2 separate regions of the Mus musculus genome follow, and region 1 is linked to region 2. A link is a contact called in public HiChIP or PLAC-seq data. All regions are on one chromosome and are shown on one strand. Each heading gives the region's core, a stretch centred on a gene start, on an enhancer-like site or on the middle of the called end of the contact. The rest is flanking DNA. Distances are from core to core; before and after follow the strand shown. Region 1 has its middle 19 kb from the start of Gm38456. Region 2 has its middle 44 kb from the start of Gm46545.

What was found. HiChIP or PLAC-seq counts read pairs in DNA pulled down with a chosen protein or histone mark.
Region 1: an HNF4G HiChIP or PLAC-seq map of pancreatic cancer cells shows a contact between it and region 2. The contact joins two enhancer-like sites. A contact is called at or near these places in 1 of 15 datasets of contacts at CTCF or cohesin (the NIH/3T3 cell line), 3 of 484 Hi-C or Micro-C datasets (bone marrow-derived macrophages, liver and nephron progenitors) and 2 of 115 datasets of contacts at active chromatin or transcription factors (embryonic stem cells and pancreatic cancer cells).

What each region holds. Positions count from the first base shown.
Region 1 is chr16:24,312,422-24,318,250 of GRCm38.p6, reverse strand. No RefSeq gene overlaps it. Among named protein-coding and RNA genes, the nearest start is that of Gm38456, 19 kb to the right of the region's middle. Within about 2 kb of position 4,535, at least 54 of the 459 cell types and tissues checked have an H3K27ac peak or open chromatin away from gene starts, as enhancers often do. A contact at or near this core is called in pancreatic cancer cells, where this site is marked.
Region 2 is chr16:24,035,692-24,041,147 of GRCm38.p6, reverse strand. No RefSeq gene overlaps it. Among named protein-coding and RNA genes, the nearest start is that of Gm46545, 44 kb to the left of the region's middle. Within about 2 kb of position 3,482, at least 12 of the 459 cell types and tissues checked have an H3K27ac peak or open chromatin away from gene starts, as enhancers often do. A contact at or near this core is called in pancreatic cancer cells, where this site is marked.

The DNA of each region.
Region 1 (5,829 bases), core at 3,286-5,785, 280 kb before region 2:
CATCCTTGCCTTATGTTGCTCTCAGGGTTGATTAGCTGCCTCTAAAGGCTGAGATTTACCGTCACTGTTATAAAGACTTGAGACATTTCTTGGGGAGCCTAGGGGAAGGAGACTCCTTTCTTCCAGGCTCATGAAATTGCTGATGGATAAATTGATTAGAGAGAAAAATTTGAGCCTAGAGTGACTCATGCTACAGAGAAATCTGGCAGGGTGTCAAGAGACGTGCATAGACACTGGGATGAAATATGTGGGATGCTGAGAGCCTAGTGCTGCCATCTTGGTAAGTCTAGCTCATCATGGGCCTAGGGAGTATTGTGCCTCACCAGCACAACATCCCAGGTTCAAGCTTGATCCAATTGGTTACTCCTTGGTTATTTTCTAAATGGTTAATAAACATGGAAGTCAAGAAAAAGGTCAGGGCTAGAAGCAAGAAATATGTGTTTATTCAAGATTTATGTATTTTGATCCCATACAGTTAGGAAACTTCTTAATTTCTTTATTCTTCAATTTCTCCATTCATGAAACTGGATAATGCCTGCATCTTCAGTTTGTTTTGCAGAACAAAGAAAGGGTCATTACAGTCATGTTTGTACAAGCATTTGGGCAATTTAATAACTCCAAACATATACACTCCAAACCATGGTGTTTCTGGGATTCCAACTTTCCTGCATATTTTTGGAGAATTAATTTTATATTAAAGTCAACACACAGATTTAGTACAAAGTGGTATGATAAGATGGAATGGTTTAGAAAGATTAAATGTTTAAAAAGAAGTTTCATCTTATGTCAGAGTTGAGGTCGTGACTGATCCTTCATCTCCAAATCCTACGTGATAGAATTCCATGTTCTCTTACCACCAGACACCATTTGGAGTTCAGGTGAGACTCCCAAGGCATGTTTGCATAACAGTCAATTCCTTTGACTTTTTAAAAAAAAGATTTGTATTTTTTGTTAAATTACATGATCTTAGTTCATATTACTTCAGCAATGTCTTTATGATTTTTTTTAATGGAAGCATGTCATTAGCTGTTATCATATACGAATAAAATAAATGGTTGTGTGGATGCTATGTTCACTGAAAACCCATTGCTGAAGAGCTGGTCTTTTTGGCCACTTAGTGTCTCTTATGTAAGGAAGCAGAAGACAAAACTCTAGCTGAAAAGTTCAGCCCAGTGAGAGGTCATTTCCTCTGAAGAATGCTGCTGATGTTTTTGATCACATGATCATGGCTAGGCAATCTGTTACTATCCCATTTTGCAACGGCAGTCAGGAACCTCCATGCTACCTTATTTTTTTTTTTTTTTTATTTAGCATCATTGAAAGAAACAGTTCTCAACTTAAAGGGGAAAAATGGCTTATTCTGGAACAAATGTGAGAAATCCTGGCTAGGGAACGTATATCTAGGCCTCCCCAATGGCTAGGGAATGTATATTTAGGCCTCCCCAAATAAAGTGTTCTGACATGGAAGAAGTTTTGTAGTAACAGAACAAAGAAAACCATAAATGAAAGGCAGTTTTAAAATACATTTCTGAATAAAACGGAGAGGCAGTTACAGGAAGATGAGGGAATCTCTTCTACAGACCTCTGATGCCATAGGATGCCACCCTCAGCCTTTGGGTTGGTGGAAGCTGTGGATATGATAAATTAATAGATTCTAAAAGGCTTTCATCTATTAGTCACAGGGTGTTCATTCTGACTCAGAGGTGGGGAGGGAATGGCTAACGTTAGTCAAAGGTAATGCAAGTTGCTCTGAGCCTGCAGCATTGCAAGCTCCCCCACCACTGCAGTTCTAATCAGTCCATCATCTGTCTGCAGAGAGAGGCAGCTTCCTTCCAGGCACTCTCAGCATGGAAAAAACAGGCATGAGCAAGGTTCCTGGAATCCCCTTCCCCTTCTTTTATAAAATGGTTCAGTGTGTACATGTTTATCCTGTATGTATGACTGTGCACCATGGGCATACAGTGCCTGAGGAGACCAGAAGAGGGCATCAGATCTATTGGAACTGGTGTTACAGATGGCTGTTAGTTGCCCCGTGGGAACTGGGAATGGAACCAGGGTCCTCTTGTTAATAGCAGTAGCTGCTCTTAACTGCTGAGCCACCATCCAAACCTCTAGGTCTCTGTAACACTGTAGTGCTTTCACTGTAAATCTCTCCTAGGTATTTCCACTTGGATTATTTGAGATGTTTCCCTTTGAGATAGTGTATTGATTACAAGAAAACCAAGTCAGCTCTAGCTTTATTTGCGCAAGAAGTTTTGCATTTAAAGTATACAATTAGAATCTTCCAGAGGTAAGGCCAGAGGCAAGCTGGATGAGAATCCTAGGTTTGCCTGGAGACTTTTGAGTGACACAACTTGACAGTTCCTGATTGAGAAGAACCCTCTCTTATCGCCAGCTCATCCTCAAAAGGAAGCCTTCCAGGTTTGTTGTTCTGTCACTTCTGTTCCTCACCCAGCACCCACAGGCCAGTTGAGAGTGCACATAGGGTCTGTAGTCCACTGCCATTCCCCAGCTGGAAACCACTGGGGGCCTGGTATTGACAGATGTGGACTTCTCACACAGACGCGTTTCTTAAATGTTCCACTGTAGCATAATGTGTCAATCAGCTTTCTCTCCTGGAGACAAAAATATCGGGGATAAACAACCATGTGGAGGAAAGATTTCATTTGGTTCATGGCTTCAGGCTTGTGAGCCCTTGGCCCTGTGGCCCTGGCACTTGGCAAGGCAGAACATCATGGTGGAAACCTGTGGTAAAGCAAAGCTCTGGCTATTCTATCAGAGGCAGAGGGAGAAGTGAGGAAGAGGGAGAGGGAAAGGGAGAAGAGAGGAAGAGAGAGGGAGGGAGAGAGGGGGAGGGAGGAAGGGAGATCTATAGGGCTAGAGCTGTAGTCCCATTATATTTCTAAAGAAAGTGCCACTAAGGACATTTCTTCCTTAAGTGCCCCCACCTGAGTATCTGCAGCTTCCTGATAATGCCACCATGGGGACCAAGCTTTTAATACATGGCCTTTAAGTGACATAACAAATAGCACTCACTTCTTTCATCCCCCGAACCACCCTTTAGTGCTAAGTGGTATAAACTGTGGCACTATTGTTCCTGGAGTTATTAAGGGTCAAGGTCTGGGCCTTGATAGACTCAGCTCCTGTCCTCAGTAAGCCAATGACATCAATAGTAGTGAGGTACAGAAAGAAAGGCATATATGTCCTAGGCATGTCATAGAGCTGTGATCTGTTCTAGGTATGGGCAGCCAGGGAGGAGATAATCTATGGCATGGAAGTTGGTTCGGGGCCATGGTGTGTGGGATTTCGGGGCCCTAGGAGTCATAGATTCACGTGGTCTTCTATACCTCTCGTCTGGCAGGAAAGGCCAGCATTCAGACCCTAAGGCTCCAGGGTTGTTTGATTCTATTGCTATCTTTCAGTTCCTGTGAGAGACTTTCCTTCTTATCTCACCTGACCTACTCATTGACCTACTCAGTCCCGGGGTCCTAAGGCATAGAGGCTGTGTGATTATATTGAACACCAGTCCGGCTCCTCATTGTAAAGGTGGAACTACTGAGCTCTGATTAGTGTTAATTCAGTTAATTACTGAAGTAAGTAACCTTTCAAGTTCCTTATATTGTACCATATAACACTCCCCAGTACACCAGTACAGGGTTAGAGCATGGAGAACAGAAATATTATATGTGTGTGTGTGTGTGTGTGTGTGTGTGTGTGTGTGTGTGCTGGTGATAGCACAGTCAGATCCACTGCATTTAATACATCAGATCCACTGCATTTAATACATCTGCAATTAGAGATTTTGAGCAAAAAAAAAAAATTATGAAAAATACAAGCAAGCAGGAAAAAAAACCCAAGTTAATCGAGTTGTAGTGTTAGAAAAAGTACTTCCCCCGTTGGATATATTGAATTCACTCAAATCTGCTATTGCAGAGCAGAGATAAAAATTAATAGCTTTGTTTCCTGTGATCTCTTTATCAGACGAAGTGCAGGACTAAGGCTCTCAGTTACTTTAATGGAAAAACTGAAGTTGTATTATCAGATGATAAGGCTGTGTCAGGTGTTATTTTATTCTCTTATCTTCCTTGTTCAAGGTGAGGTGCTGGAGTCCTGATGGATGAGCTGGCCTGCCAGCTGGCCTGCTGTGACCATGGATCTCAGAGCCTTGATCTCACTCTGCCTTTCAAGATAACTGTGGCAGGTGAGAGAGGCCTCCAGGCCAGTTGATTCTGATCTCAAACTAAAGCCTTGATGGCTGGGGTCCTTGTCACAGGACGGTGGACTTGAGGAGATCTGCTAACTCAGTCCAGTAAGCAAGGAACATCGGAGATCACCTGCTAATGCTGGCTGAATAAACTCTCCGGGAGGGGGTCATGAAGTGATGTGGCCCAGGGTAGCTGCACTGCAGGTGCTTTCTGGCCCCCTCCCGGAGAGTTTATTCAGTGAGCGTTAGCAGGTGATCTCAGATGTGCCTTGTGTTATGTTTGATCATGATGAGTCATGCCAGTCCCTGCTACCCTTGGGAAGCTCCCAGCCCAGAGGGCAGCAGACTTGATCACGAGGTAAGGAGGCTTATTCATATCCTCCTCTGGGCTTCCAGAGCACTTTGTACCTATCTGTACTTCAGCTGTTGTTGTTGTATGTGAGCAGTTATTTGTCTGCAAGACTGTATTTTCCCTATTTGAATACAAGCTCAACAGAAAAGGGTGAAGGCATACATGTGGTCTCATGCCCACTGTTTTAGCACCATGGATGAAGTAAAACCAGTATGTGTGAACTATTAGTGTGTATGACAGCTGTTGTGTTTATTTGTTATTTAATTACTGGTGTGTATTTTTTTTTTTACAGCGTCACCTTCAATCAGTTTTACTAATAGCAGAGGTTTCAAAAAGAAGTAGCTAAAAAAAAAAAAAAAAAAAAGAAGTAGCTTTACTGAATGCTGGGCATGAGGTCATAATTTCACAGCTCAGCCCCCTATTCACTCACAAAAAGGCCCTGGTGTCTCATCGTTCACTGGTGCTAGTGGTGGATCAGGGCTGACCATGGGCCAAGAGAATGTTGGCCACCAGTGAGGCAGAATAGGTTCTGATTGTTCTAGCTCTCCACTGAGATCAGGATTAGGGGCCAGGTTGTCCCCTGTCTAAAAGCCTCAGTTACTTTATCTGGGGGGCATTTTTATGAACAGGGACTCATAAAGCTCTGTCTATCATGCTTCTAAAGGCTGTTAAGGGAGTCTTATGAAAATGGATGTAGAAGGCTTCCGGGGAAGATAGTAGACTAGGCAGTGCCTCCATGTAACCTAGCGAGGAAAAACCAAAACATGAAAAAAATACACTATATTTCAAAAGGAGAAAGAGGAAGTGCTCCGGAAGAGTTCCAGAGTAGTGATGTGATACCCCAAGAGTGCAGAGCCAAAGAATGACCTCATCAGCCAACGCTCCATCCCTATGGCTCCTGAGAAGGGCTAGCACACTATCTACGTTAGTGGTTCCATTGTCTGACCTATGGTTCTTGGTGAGGTCAATGAACATTAATTAATTAAGTATATTCCTATTTCTTGTACCATTTGATTGTGATGCTATTCTAACAGTTTGCTTTCCTCACACTGACTGGTGCTGGAGAGTGAGCCCTCAAGAGTAGGTTCCTCAATAAGAAAATCTCCAAATCCAACTAGTTGAGATGTCCAACAAATGCAAAGATCACATCACAGAAGTACAAGAGTTAGCAAATGGCAAGGTGGCACTAATCCTCTACCAGGTCACAAGTCTTTTTTTTTTTTTTCACTTTTAAAATAGACTATTATAATCACTTTATTTTTGCATTGGGACT
Region 2 (5,456 bases), core at 2,233-4,732:
CTAGTTTTATCATATAAGTCCCTCCTGTTGAGAAGGCCTTAAAATGTATTGGTAGAAGTAATATTGTGATGATGACCATTCTACCAAAAGCAATGTTCAGATTCAATGCAATCCTAGCTGAAATTCTCATAAAATTCTTCACAGGGATAGAAAAAAAATACAAAACCAGATAGTCACAATCCTGAGACAAAAGAATAATGGTAGAAGGATTACAGTATCAGATGTCAAGTTATATTACAGATTCTTTGGTAATAAAAACAACATGGTCTTGGCGGAAAAAAAAAACAAAAAACACACATGTAGATCAGCCAACACAGAATAGAGACCCAAACTCAATCTCACATAATTGCAGCCACCTGACATTTCATAAAGATATCAAAAATACACTCAGGGGAAAGGTCAGCATCTTCTACCAATGGTGCTGGGGAAACTGGATGTCTACATGTAGACAAATGAAATTAGACCCATACCAATCATCATGATAAAAAAGCAACTCCAAACGCATAAAACAACTCAGTGTGAAACCTTAAATATGCAAACTTGTAGAGAAAGCATAGGAAGAATCCGAAGAGACACAAGCCCAAGAAATGACTTCCTAAATAAGACACCATTCTCTCAAAAATTAAGCCCAAAAACTGGCAAAAATTAGAAAGTAAATATCAATTGGGTGTAGAGTAAGCCTGAGTGTGGGTGATTAGTCTTTGCTAGCTCTTCATCTAAGAGGGGACTAATAGCCAGACTATAGAAAGAATTGGAAACACACACACATACACACAGGCACACACACACACACACACACACACACACACACACACACACAAATCAGGAAGACAAATAACCCACTTTTTAAAAGTTTTATGGTTCCCAACAGAAAAATAACTATAACTAAGAAATATCTTTAAGTGGTTTCTGTCTTTAGCAATCAAGGAAATGTAAATGAAAACTGCTTTGAGATTTTATTGTATGCCAGCCAGAATGGCAAAGATCAAGAAAAGAACTGGCAACAAATGCTTGTGAACTCTCATCCACTACCGGTGGGGACTGCAAACTCTTGCACTGCAAACTCTTGAAGCCACAGTCAAAATCAGTGGGGAGAATGTTCAAGAAGATAGAGGGCTGCCAACTGACCCAGCTAGACAAACCCCTTGGCGTCTTCCCATAAGACTCTATCCAATGGAGGAAATCCTGCTTACCCATGTTCATTGCAGCTGGCTTCACAGTAGTGAGGAAACAGAAGCAGCCTAGATATTTATTAACCAATGAGCGCATAATGAAAATGTGGAACACACACACACAGTGGAATTCTATTCAGCTATAAATAAAAACGAAGCCATAAAACTTTCAGGTAAATGGATCAGACTAGAAAATGTAGTGAATGAGCTCACACAGACCCAGAAAGACTAATGCTACACGTCTGCTTTTATTGTGGATCCCAGCTCTGAATCTTTAGATGAACATAGACATGCATTAGTCTATCTGTAAGCCCTAATTCAAGGTTAAGCATTTTAAGGACAAAGGGAGAAAGGCATGTGGATTTAGAAGCAGAAGACTGAATTGTTCTGCTTATAATGAGTTGATTTAAGTAAAGTCCTCTGTCAGCTCTTAGCAATATTCCAGCATCACATCACTTTAATTATGTTTGACTCTTGGTCATTCTGGACAATGACCTGTTTATTATGTGTTATGCCATGCTTTGCATGAGGCCTTCTGTGTATTGAAGTTCAATTATATGTTTTTAAAGTCACAATCTATTTTATTCATTTTCTGAAGACAAGAGTTTCTCTATGTCTTGGTTACCCTGGAACTCACTCTGTAGACCAGGCTGTCCTTGAATTTACAGAGACCCACCTGCCTCTGCTTCTCACATACTGGGATTAAACACATGCACCACCCACTGCTTAAAGTCATGATCTTTAGGGAAGGCTAATATGGGAAATATTTTCACACATTTTAAATGAGGAATAAGAAAATGTTTAAGTACTGTATCTTTTAATAACCATATCTTCCCAAGCCACTGGATAGAAAAGATCAAGTAAAAGATTTATAAGGTTACAATGATAAAAACCCAAACAGCAACAAATAAGAATCAATATTGATCCTAAAAGAGTAAAGTGGTCCAATTAAGTCCTTAGTTTTATGAACAGGGAGACTGAAACCTAGAGAACAAGTGGCTTGGCCAGGTCTACATAACAATGAGTAACACAGCCGATGTGACTCAGCATCTTCTTGAACCACTGGTCTGTGTCCTCTTTATTGATACCAAAACAGTGTTTCCCCTCAGTTCATCAGTAACTCCATAACAGGGGTACCCCCTGGCATTCTGAAACCTAAGTTCAATGGGGAAGCTCAACCCTTGATGGACATATAACATCTTGAGAATATATCCAGTGTCACTTCAAAGTATACACTGGTGTGTCTCCTGAGATCTGCTGCATTAATATGATTCTGTTACTGTAATGAAATGCCCAAGCCTGGAGAAATTATACAATAAGTGTGTTTATTTAACGTATCGTTCTAGTAGTTCGATGGCACAGCATTGGTGTTCAGTTGCTTTGGCCAATGCCTTACCACAGATGGCAGCAGAATGGCAGGAGTTCATGTGAAAGGGAGAGATAGTTTGGTTAGAGAGAAACTCAGTGACTTAGAGAACAGGATCAAGACTTTTATTTTTTTAGGATTTATTTTATTTTTATTTATGTGCATATATGTGTGCATATGTGTGTGCGCATGTATGTGCTTGTGAATATGGGTTCCTGTAAGGGCCAGAAGAAGGAATTTCCTAAGAACTGGAAATCCATAGGGTTGTGAGCTGCCTGATGTGGATGCTGTCAACTTAAATTTGGACCATCAGAAAGAGCAGCAAGTACTCTGAAACACTCAGTGATCTTGGCAGCCCTTAGGATCAAGATTTTATACTAACTCGTTTTCATGAGAACTAACTCAGGATCCTGTATGAATGGGGTACTGATTGGTTTGTGTGTCAACTTGACACAAATTGGAGTTATCACAGAGAAATGAGCCTCTCTCGAGAAAGTGCCTCTATGAAATCCAGCTGTAAGACATTTCCTCAATTAGTGATCAAGGTGGAAGGGCTCATTTTGAGTGGTGCCATCCCTGGGCTGATAGTTTGGGGTTCTATAAGAAAGCAAGCTGAGCAAGCCAGGGGAAGCAAGCCAGTGAGCAGCATTCCTTCATAGCTACTGCATCCACTCCTGCCTCCAAGCTCTTACCCTGTGTGAGTTCCTGTTCTGACTTCCTTTGGTGATGAACAGTAATGTGGAATTGTAAGCTGAATAAATTCTTTTTTCCCCAACTTGCTTCTTGGTCATGATGTTTTGTGTAGGAATAGAAACCTTGACTAAGACAAATGGCCTTAATTCTTTCCAAAAGCAGCACCTCAAAATCCCTAGACAGAGGTCCAACCTCCACCTTGAGTCACCGAGGGCCAAACCCAAAACCTTTGAACTCTTGGGTGGTGAATCATATCTGAATCATAGTAACTATCAACATTCTTTAGGATGGGTGGCTGAGCCTTCATCCAGGTGGGTGTCTCACTAGTCCAAATCAATACTATTTACAATAGTGGGGGCACTTGGGGGTGGAGTCTGGTATCAATCTTGTGATACAGCAAATTGTCTTGTGTGATGGTTTGAGTGAAAATGGCATCAAATAGGCTAATATGTTTAAATACTTGATGTCCAATTAGTGGAAGTATTTGGGAAGGATGGGAGAGGGACTTATCCTTTTTGAAGAAGGTGTGGCTCCTGGAGTCACACAATTCCCAGTGTGGTCTCTCTCACTCTGCCTCTTGCTTCTAGACTAAGTTATTCACTCTCAGCTGCTGCTCCAGGTTTTCCCGCCTCCACACTTTTGCTCAACCATCATGGACTCCAAACCTCTGAAACTATGAGCCCAATTAAATACTTTCTTAAAAAATAAGTTGCCTTGGTCATGGTGTTTTATCACAGCAATTGAATAGCAACTAATGTGTCTTGGCCTCTGTTAAGAAGAAGTGATGGGGCATGATAAAAACACAGAAGGGAATGGAGCAAAGATTCTTAATTTTTTGGCAGAAGACACCTTCCCGTTTCAACACAAACATTCAATGTGTGCAGAATTTCTTTCCCCTAACTCTCAGGAAAGAAAGATGAACCTTTAGCAATAAAGTAACATGACCAAGGCCAGGAAGGGCAAATGGACCATGATCATCATTGCAAATCTATACATAAGACAGAGTTTTCCCGAGAGAACTGCAACCTCTCCTAGTCTCTTCCTATTTTAAGTGCTCTTTACTCTCGGTTCCATTTATGTCGATAGAGCTAAGAAGGATACATATCTTTTAACCACTGAATTTAGTGTACCTGTCTTTGAACCCTGGTAATTTATTCTTTACACACATGATGCTAATTATTTCAAAGGGTCAGGGTTCCTACTCTAAGAGAGAGGTACAAGATGTCGACTTGCAGTGAGCATAATGTCCAATTATCAATGCATTTCCCACCAGAATGGACTTAGTACCTTCTAGAAGGGATTTGCCTTCACATTTGGTAGCCACTCCCTAGACACGGCCTCTTTAAAACTTGCTTTCTAGTAACTTGTGGGTGTGCCCGTACTGTTCTCTGTATCAGGGCCCTTAGGAGTCATTGCTATGCTTCAGGAACCTACCTTCTAACTTCCAGGTCAAATTCTTTCCCCTTAGAGCCTTCTTTAATCACTTTGTATGAAGGCTAAAATTTACTTCCTATGAAAGTCCTGTGAGCACTTTGCTGATGTCCCCCTGGAAGACTTAGAACACTGTATTCTAATAAGTAGTTAGAATGTCAATAAATACCGACTTCTGATCTCTTTGCTTTATCTGGATTATCTTGGCCTCAATGACACTGAATGTTTCCCCAGGGAATAGGAAATGATTTATATGGTGATTGACTTAAGGTTTTCCCCTAACATCCCACCTGCACCAAAGAATGGCTTTACATTTGTGTATTTTAACATATTTTACATTTTTATGGAGGAAAGGAATTCATACCTAATTCACATTTTATTGTGTTTTGCAGATAATACACTTTTACAGCTTAAATGTTTCTATGGCCCCAAACCAAACAGGTCTTTAAGTGAGCAGGAAATGCCACTGAGTGTGAAAGTACTTGTCTGGCACTCACAAGACCCAGCACTCTACAACATAAAACAAACACAAATTGCTCCATCAATGCTAATTGCCCAATGGTATGCTCTCCTTGTGTCTCCAAGTCACTTAAAAAATGTATATAGGATCTCTCTGTGAGGGGTACTCAGTATGTAGACCAGGCTGGCTTCAAACTTACAGGCCTGACTCTGCCTCCCAAGTGCTGGGTTGAAGAGCATGTGCCACCATGCCCAGCTATCTGTATCACATTCTTATAATTTTGTCAATATTCCATGAATTCCCTTTATTGTTAGATATGTGAATGTGATATTTA